3 separate regions of the Gossypium hirsutum genome follow, and all the other regions are linked to region 1. The links are chromatin contacts, called in public Hi-C maps. All regions are on one chromosome and are shown on one strand. The core of a region is the stretch at or near the end of the contact, and the rest is flanking DNA. Distances in the headings are between cores, read along the strand shown. Region 1 holds the start of LOC107953224 (DNA polymerase epsilon subunit C). Region 2 has its middle 8.3 kb from the start of LOC107956518. Region 3 holds the start of LOC121232219 (elongation factor 1-alpha).

What was found. Hi-C and Micro-C count contacts between places; a contact is called where the count stands out from the background.
Region 2: a Hi-C map of leaf shows a contact between it and region 1, with 2.5 times the contacts expected there. The contact joins the enhancer-like site here to the promoter of LOC107953224 in region 1. A contact is called at or near these places in 2 of 34 Hi-C or Micro-C datasets (both in leaf).
Region 3: a Hi-C map of leaf shows a contact between it and region 1, with 2.6 times the contacts expected there. The contact joins the promoter of LOC121232219 here to the promoter of LOC107953224 in region 1. A contact is called at or near these places in 3 of 34 Hi-C or Micro-C datasets (fibers and leaf).

The regions. Positions count from the first base shown.
Region 1 is chrA07:23,121,465-23,124,231 of Gossypium_hirsutum_v2.1, forward strand. It overlaps LOC107953224 (DNA polymerase epsilon subunit C), which reads right to left and starts at 1,412. Exons shown (of 4, transcript XM_041117780.1): 1 at 780-1,412; 2 at 269-353. The coding sequence starts at 1,235. It overlaps LOC107953223 (pentatricopeptide repeat-containing protein At5g18475), which reads right to left. Exons shown (of 2, transcript XM_016888460.2): 1 at 2,369-2,767; 2 at 1,452-2,302. The coding sequence ends at 1,584.
Region 2 is chrA07:22,649,462-22,652,519 of Gossypium_hirsutum_v2.1, forward strand. No RefSeq gene overlaps it. Among protein-coding and RNA genes, the nearest start is that of LOC107956518, 8.3 kb to the right of the region's middle. Within about 2 kb of position 1,335, at least 1 of the 9 cell types and tissues checked has an H3K27ac peak or open chromatin away from gene starts, as enhancers often do. A contact at or near this core is called in leaf, where this site is marked.
Region 3 is chrA07:22,618,595-22,621,491 of Gossypium_hirsutum_v2.1, forward strand. LOC121232219 (elongation factor 1-alpha) reads left to right here and starts at 1,298. Exons shown (of 3, transcript XM_041117778.1): 1 at 1,298-1,522; 2 at 2,051-2,521; 3 at 2,599-2,897. The coding sequence starts at 2,060.

The DNA.
Region 1 (2,767 bases), core at 162-2,661:
AAGAATCCGACTTTTTTAGCTCAGAAACATTATTGTAACAATAGATATTAATCTTTATGAACATATAACATATCTAAGAAAACCACTCAAAACCCCTATCTTTACCGAAAATGCATCTCAAGCTTCAATCCTGGCAATAGTTAGTGTTGTTTGAGCAAATATGTGTAAGGTCGAGTAAGTCAAGGCTCATGCTAATATTCTACAGTAATGTCAGATAGAACCGGCAAAGGAAACAACATATACAAGGGGGATTCAAAAAGGAACGTACATAGGTGCTTGTAACTAAGTGATTTCTTGCGATCTTTAATGGAGCATTTGTATCCATCTTCGCAGAACTTTTCAAGAAACAATTCCTGCAGAAAACAAAAATAAATTTAGACAATAAACAATATGAAACAGAGTGATAATTACCTTTCGACCAAACAATGCTCATACCATACCAATTCCACAGAGAAGAAGAAACAACATACAAAACACCAATTTTTTTTAATTTAAAAAACAACAACAATTTTGAGCAGAATTAAAGCAATGATTTAAGACCAGCAATTTCGAGATCCCAACTTTTCAAAATACATTTAAGGCATGCATTCAACCAAACATAGACCCCATAAATGACAGCAAAGGATTATCAAGCTTTAACCTTGGAGGATAAACACATTGAGAAAAAAACCCCACTTTATGACTTTAAAGACTAAAAAAAGGAAGGAAAAGATTCAAAGGAAACCCTAAAGGCATTCAGGAAAATAACCCCAAAAAAGGGGGAAAGAAAAAGGAATTACCGCGGCTTTGTTAACAAGAAAAACAACATCTTGAGAAACAGCCATATGTGAATCTTCAGTCTTGATTATCCTCTTGATTCTGTTCATTGGAAATCTACACACCTTTGCTTCTTCTTCTTCCTCGTCTACTTCTTCCTTTCGCTTTCTTTTGCTGTCGGGTTTAACGTTCTTGTGGTAGTTGTTTCTGTTTTCTTCGGGTTCTGATTCAGAGCTTGAAGATGGGTCGGCAATAACCTGGGACTTGACTGGGATTCCATTGCTGCTCTTGTTTTTGCTTTTGTCTGGCTTTAATTCGGGCTTTGGCTTTGATTTGGTAGGTATTTTGGAGGCACTTGCTTTCTTCTCTGGTTTTTTAATGGATTTTTTTGCGTCTTTGTCAGCGGTTCTGTTGCTCTTCTCCTTATGCTTCTTCTTGTTCTTGTTCTGTTCTTTGGGTTTCTTGGAAGAGGAGGCCATTGCGCTCTCGCTCTCTCACAGATTCCGAAAAATCTCAACTCCGAACTCCAGAGATCTGATATATAAGGCCATTATGTAGATTGGGTTCTTCATGGGCTTAACTTTAAATGGGCTACGAAACCAATTGGTGAGTGACAAAAAGTAGGATTCCCTTTTAAAAGAAGTCTTAAAAATCCAATTAACTGCAACACAATTCAGATGGGGGCAGCTTCAATATATTGTACTCTGAATTTTAGACAAAAATAAAAAAAAATTATAATTCGGTAATATTCAAGTATCACCGAGAAAATACATGGACGTATCACTAAATCAAATGCTCAACAATGATAGTTTTACATGCATAGGAGGCTAAGCAAAAGTAGCACCAACATGAAGATTATGAGTACATTCTTTTATTACTAACTCATCAAGTAGTTCAAAAACAGGCAGCAATTTCCTATCTTTGCAATTCATTTCAATCAGAAACTCCCAACAATGTGGTTCTGGTTTAAACCCCGTTTCAGCCAATCCAAACAATGCTGTAACTGCATCATCTAACATTCCAGCTTTACAAAGCTGAATCAACACCTCATTCGATGTTGCATAATGTGGAAAAACCCCCCTATCCAACATCAGACCCAACAGCTTCGCTGCCTTTTCCATTTCATCTTTCTGCCATAATGCATTCAATACAATTCTGTAACTTGCTTTGTTCAAGTAAACACCTTCATATGGCAGCTTCTCGAGCATCTGAAGCGCCTCATGGAACCTACTTTCTCTGCATAACCCACCAAGTAATACATTTAAAGTAACAACATCGGCTTCACATTTGTTTTCCTTCATTTCCTTAAGCAATGGCATCACCTCATCGATTCTACTAGCCCTACAAAGGCAATTCATCAATGTAGTATAAACAATTGTATCAGGTTTCAGACCTGTGCTCTTCATCTCAACAAAAAGTTGTTTGGCTTCTTCCCAACTTCCCTCCTTGCATAAGCCATTCATCAAAGCAGAGTAGTTGAATAAATTAGGGCTGCATCCATTGTTTTTCATAAACTCTATTATCTTTCTCGCCCGATCGACTTTTCCTTCACGACAGAAGCCATTAATTAACAAATTATAGGTTAAAGCATCAGGCAATATCTGATCCTTACCAACCATTTCCTCAAACAATTCGATGGCTTCTTTAAGTCGTCTACTTTCACAGAGACCACCTATCAAGGTTGAGTAAGTAATCAGATTGGGATAAGAAACCTTAGATTTTTTCATCTCCTTTACAACTTCAAACGCAGATTCAAGGTCTCCATTATTACAATGATGTTTAACCAAGATGTTAAAAATGCAGGTATTGGGTCTCAACCTGAGAGATTTCTTCGAGTTCAACAGAAAATCTCGAGCCAAATCAACCTGGTTCGATTCAATCAGGAGATTAAGACAAGTACTAATAGCTTTCAGTGAAGGTTTTTCACGAACAATGGGCTGAATTGCATTGAACATCTCAAGTACCTTATCATGTAAAGAAAACCTGGAAAAATGCTTCATGAGATTGAGGA
Region 2 (3,058 bases), core at 85-2,584, 470 kb before region 1:
AATTTCCATATTTAATGTGTTGAGAATTTATTGAAATGACTATTTAGGCTATGATGAATATATGGATGATATCTAGCCCATTATGGAAGATCATATCACATGGGGAATCATTTATTGGTGATTGGATTGAATAAGATTACCCTTATCTAATCCCTTGAATAAAAAAAACTTGGATTGGATTAGACCACTAAAGACTTAGTTGCGAAGAATATTTGTTTATCTTGTTTGTTTTTATTCTACTGTATTCAACTTGTATGTGCCTGTTTTATAGGGATTATGATAGATATTCTTATGGAAGCAAGTCTCAATAAACTCTATATAATTGAGAGATTTGTATAGGTTTATGTATGGAGAGAATTGAATACTTAATATGTTCTAAGTGAGGAACCTTATTGTATGAGTGCATAGTGATAGTAAAACCTCTGTGTTGTGATTTTATTTGCTAAATTCACAAGAGGTGAATTTAGTGGTGAGAGCATCGAGCCTTCAAAGTAGAAGGGCGAGAGAAATTATCTCAGGCACTAATTCAATTATGCAAATTGTTTCTTAGCAACGCTCTTTTTTTAACATAGATCGTAGTTTTAGATATGACACTCCATTCATGTTACCCTTAGAAAAAAAGGACATGGTAGAAGTTTATAGGTAACTAGTCAATTGGTTTTTTGGGTAATTCAACTTTCTTTCACATATTCCTCTTTCTGGAAGTGTAAATCCAAGTTTGATTCATCATACAATATATACTTGTAATGTACTTGTGTTTGTATTCGACTTTACAGACTATACATCTTTTAGTTGCAATGGATATGTAAATGAGTACGCAATTGGTCGATTACTTCCAAATCCTTAGCTATATGAAACTGAGAACATTAGTCATAATTTAATTGGTTTAAATATTTTTATTTAATTAAAAATATCACGTGTTATAATTTAATTAGTTTAGAAATTTTATTTAACCAAAGTTAACGATTAATACCTAAAATTATAACGAAATAAAACTTCTAAGTAATAAAAATCTTTAAATACTTGGAGGAGAAATATTACATAATAACTATTTTTCATATATGCTTTTAAAAGAAATGGGATTACAATCAAAGGGTAAATGAAATAGGTATGAGTTGGAGGAGTGGATTCAAAAGCTGTTGAAATTCTATCTAAATTGGATAGAGCGGCAATTTTGATGTGATAGCTGCAAATTGTCTTCCAACATCATGACATTCTAAACAAGTTTTTATTTATTTATGTTGTAGAAATCCCTTTTATGATAACGTGTAGGAAAGGCCATGAAATTGTCAGTGTGCCGGAAGAGTCAAGTCAATGTGGAAAATTTGAGGCCCTCTTCTTACGTGGGCCTTTGAAATTAACTGCTAGCTAGATATGCACTTTGGATAGTTGTGATTGTCAGAAGAAGAAAAATGTTAGGGGTAGAGTATAATGTTTATAGTGCACACCATTCACTACCATTATGATTAAAGCTTATTTAAAAATGAAAAAGAGTAAGTTAATTCGATGAAAATGGAATAAAAAGATCCTACCATTATCATATTTGTTTGATTGAATGGAATAATTTTATTTAGTTATATGGAATAATACATTAGTTTAAAAGATTATTTTATCTTCTGTATGATATTTTTATGTAAAAAATTAAAATTATTTTCTTAATATCATAAAATTATATTATTGTAATTTATGTACTTATAAAAAATATTTTTACATAAAATAATTAAATATAAAATATTATTTTATTAATCCCATATAAATACTCTCTTTTCTCTATCTCCCCCTCTTTTCTCTCTATTTTGTAAAATTGAAATTTCTTAAAAAATATTTTAGGAGAACAAATTTTCTTTCTGACTAAATGGCCCATTCAGACTCCCCACCCATGAATCCTTATTACGGGAGTTGAAAGAAAAAAGATTGCAAAGCATTCTACTGAACTAAACTCTATTTTTTAGGCTACCAATAAAGAAATCTTAATACTCCTCCTTTTATGTTGTTAATTGGAATATATTTATTGAAATAAAAGGACACCTTATTGAGATAAATGAACATCTCACACGTAAAAATCTTGTTATCTCTTTATGAATCTTGTTCTTAATTAAAATAGTTAGCATATAATCAATTATTTCATAGATAACTAACTAAAATAATCAATTTAATAAATTAGAATACATTTGGATAATTATGATAGAAACCCAAATTTTAGGGAAAAATTGTAGGTTGTTTTATATTATTTGACAAATTTAAGGGTGTAATAGTAAGATACATGATATTTTTAGGGAGATAATTTAAGTTTAAATATTAAGAATAACATTGTTAGAAGATAAAACTAAAAATCTTAAAATAATCAGTGTTCATGATCATAAAATGAATATAAAAAATATTTTCATCATAAAAAAACATTTCAATTAAACAACATATATTGTCTTATCAATTTTTCTTATATTAATTATACAAATAAAATATTTTTATATGTTTCATAATTATGTTTATTTCACCTCATTCATTTCAACATAATACAATTATATAATATGTAAAAATAATTAAAACGTAACACTTTCAACCTAATATAATTACAAAATATGTAAAAGAAATTACAACATAACATAAAAGAACAATATGAAAGTAATCCAAATGTACGAGTTTAACAAAATCTATATAGTATAAGCTATAAATATACCATAAGGAAAAGTAAATATATAATACTTTGATGAAAAAAAGCCATGAATAATTGTTAGGTGGATTTTGACCTTATATATTAAATGTTGACAAAACTCACATGGATCAATTATTCAAAAATTATAATAAATATGGAAATTTTGAGTTTTGAGTATTTAAGTTTGAGATTTATTGTAGGTAAATTATATGCGGAGGTATTTGAGTTTCATTATAAGTTGTTTTCTTTTAGTTTTATTAATTTATTTTAAATTCTAATTTTTAATCCATTTGTACTGTAATAATTTAATTTTACTTTATGACTACAAGAAAATATAATTATATTTTGATTTTGATTTTGCTATACTTGTAAGCTTTAAAAAAAATAACTATATGCTACATCATA
Region 3 (2,897 bases), core at 48-2,547, 500 kb before region 1:
GTTAACTGTTATCATGATAAAGTTACTTGAATTATCGAGAGAATCCTAATAAGACAAAAACTTTCCTCATGACCAAGTTTGCCACAAAGAAAGTAAAAAATTGTGAGCTTTCCATACTCAAATCTCGCATAAACCTGCCTCCCATTTAGCAACACAAACTTTTTCTTACACTTTAGTGGTTTTCTAATATCAAGTCAAATTCTAACTCGCGTTATTCCTTTATACCCCAATGAAACAACTTTCACATCATACTTAAGGAACACCCCAATAAAATTACCTACTGCTCACACTTTAGCAATTTTCGAATATCAAGTCGAACTCTAACTCGCATTATTCCTTTATACCCCAATGAAACAACTTTCACATCATACTCAAGGAACACCCCAATAAAATTACCTAGCTGTTTTGCCACCATCTCGGGCATGAACCCATCTGGTAGATCATGGATTAGAACCCAAAAATCTACAGTAAACAGTGGCACAACCATTGGTTCGTCCCCATCTTTTAACTGGTGCATAATGAGAAGATGAGAATTGAAATTCCATGGTCCTTCAGCCTTAATTATCTTTACATCCACCGTATGATATAATCGAAAAAGATACCTTCTTTCATTCTTATTAGAAATTGAAATACCCTCGATCGAATGCCAAATGTTTGCCAAAGTCGTTTGCATTGACTGAAAATTAACCACACTTAACGTTAGAAAAGAGCCCACAAAACAATTATCAAAAGAGACCACTAAATCTGGTTTCTCCGTACCCAACTGCAACACCTCATCCTTCTCATCCCATGGGATAGATCGGCCATGTTCTCTTCCACATCCACCATCCTTTAACAATGGTGGACATAGAGAGCAATGAAACTAGAAAAAAGAAAAAAAAGAAAAACGTGCTATAAAGCAAAGAAAAGCATGCTACAAAGTAAAGAATAAATTATTTCATAGTTGATAAATATTTTATATTTGAAATACTTATATTATTGTGAAATAATTAATCGGCCAGCTACCCGGGCCCTTAACAATTATTTAAACTATTACAATTTATAGATAAGTAATATCTTATTATAAAACATTTTAATTATTTTATATTACATGAAATAGATAAAATTAATTGTATAATCATTTCAAAAAATAATTGTATATTTTTAAATAATAATTACTCTAATTAAGAGAAATAATTAATTAATTATAATTAAATAATTAAATGGGTAAATAGTGACGCAAAAAAGTTAATTAATAAATTTAAGTAAAATACAAATGACAGCGTTTCGCCAGTAGTTTCGATAGTGTCCACGAAGTTCCCAGAGAACCCATGGCTTTAACTGTAGTCAATCAAACCAAATACAAGGACAATTTCGTAAAACTGCCTTAATTGAATCTCCTTGTGTAACCCTAACCCTAGCTCTTGTTGCTTTTTCTCAATATATATAGCAGGCAGAGCCCTTGCCGCTTGCCCCAATTCTTCATTTTCATTTTATTGTTCCTTCCTTCGCCGTCTACTGCACTTGTGACATCGATTTCAAGGCGAGTAGTCTCATCTCATTATCCTTTCTTTTCTTCTATTATTTTTTATCTAAGGCGATGATTTGAAGCTTTGTTTATATATATGGATTCATCTTGCATTGAGATTTATGATTTGTGTGTTGATTTTAATCTGTATTTTTGAGGTTCGATTTTTTTCTCTTTCAATGTTGATTTCGCGATAGATCTTGTTTTTATTGGATCGAATCTAAGATAATAAGGTGATCGGAAATTATTTTGGTGTTTGTGTTTACTTCGCTTTTTCGGAATGATACTGTTTGCCTTGGGCAAACAACTTGTCTTCTCAAATGCTCGTTTTATTATTGCTCAACATAAGCTTGGTTGAGACCACGTCTTTCTTCATCTCTGAGTTATGAATTTTAATCAGCCTAGCTCTGGGTTTAGAGATTTTCTTTCTAGCAGCTTTTAAAATATTTACATTTATGATCCATGTGAAATTTCATATGTACTTTTCTTTTAGTATTTTGATTTTAACTGTTCCCCTCTTTTTGTTCTTGTGGTTTTGCACAGTGAATCAGAATGGGTAAGGAAAAGAGTCACATTAACATTGTGGTCATTGGCCACGTCGATTCCGGAAAATCGACCACCACTGGCCACCTGATCTACAAGCTTGGTGGTATTGACAAGCGTGTGATTGAAAGGTTTGAGAAAGAAGCTGCGGAGATGAACAAGAGGTCATTCAAGTATGCTTGGGTGCTTGACAAGCTCAAGGCTGAACGTGAGCGTGGTATCACCATTGATATTGCCTTGTGGAAATTTGAGACGACCAAATACTACTGCACTGTGATTGATGCGCCTGGACACCGTGACTTTATCAAGAACATGATTACTGGTACCTCGCAGGCTGATTGTGCTGTTTTGATTATTGATTCCACCACTGGTGGTTTTGAGGCTGGTATCTCCAAGGATGGTCAGACTCGTGAGCATGCTTTGCTTGCTTTTACCCTTGGTGTCAAGCAAATGATTTGCTGTTGCAACAAGGTAAAAATCATTATCTGTTTACATTTGTGTTATTGGGAGACTTTGATGCTAATTTTTTATTTTTTTTTTCTGTATAGATGGATGCCACTACCCCTAAATATTCGAAGGCTAGGTATGATGAAATCGTGAAGGAAGTCTCTTCCTACTTGAAGAAGGTTGGATACAACCCTGACAAGATTCCATTTGTTCCCATTTCTGGTTTTGAGGGTGATAACATGATTGAGAGGTCTACCAACTTGGACTGGTACAAGGGCCCTACACTTCTTGAGGCTCTTGACCAGATCAATGAGCCCAAGAGGCCTTCAGACAAGCCTCTCCGTCTACCACTTCAGGATGTGTACAAGATTGGTGGTATTGGAACTGTCCCAGTTGGTCG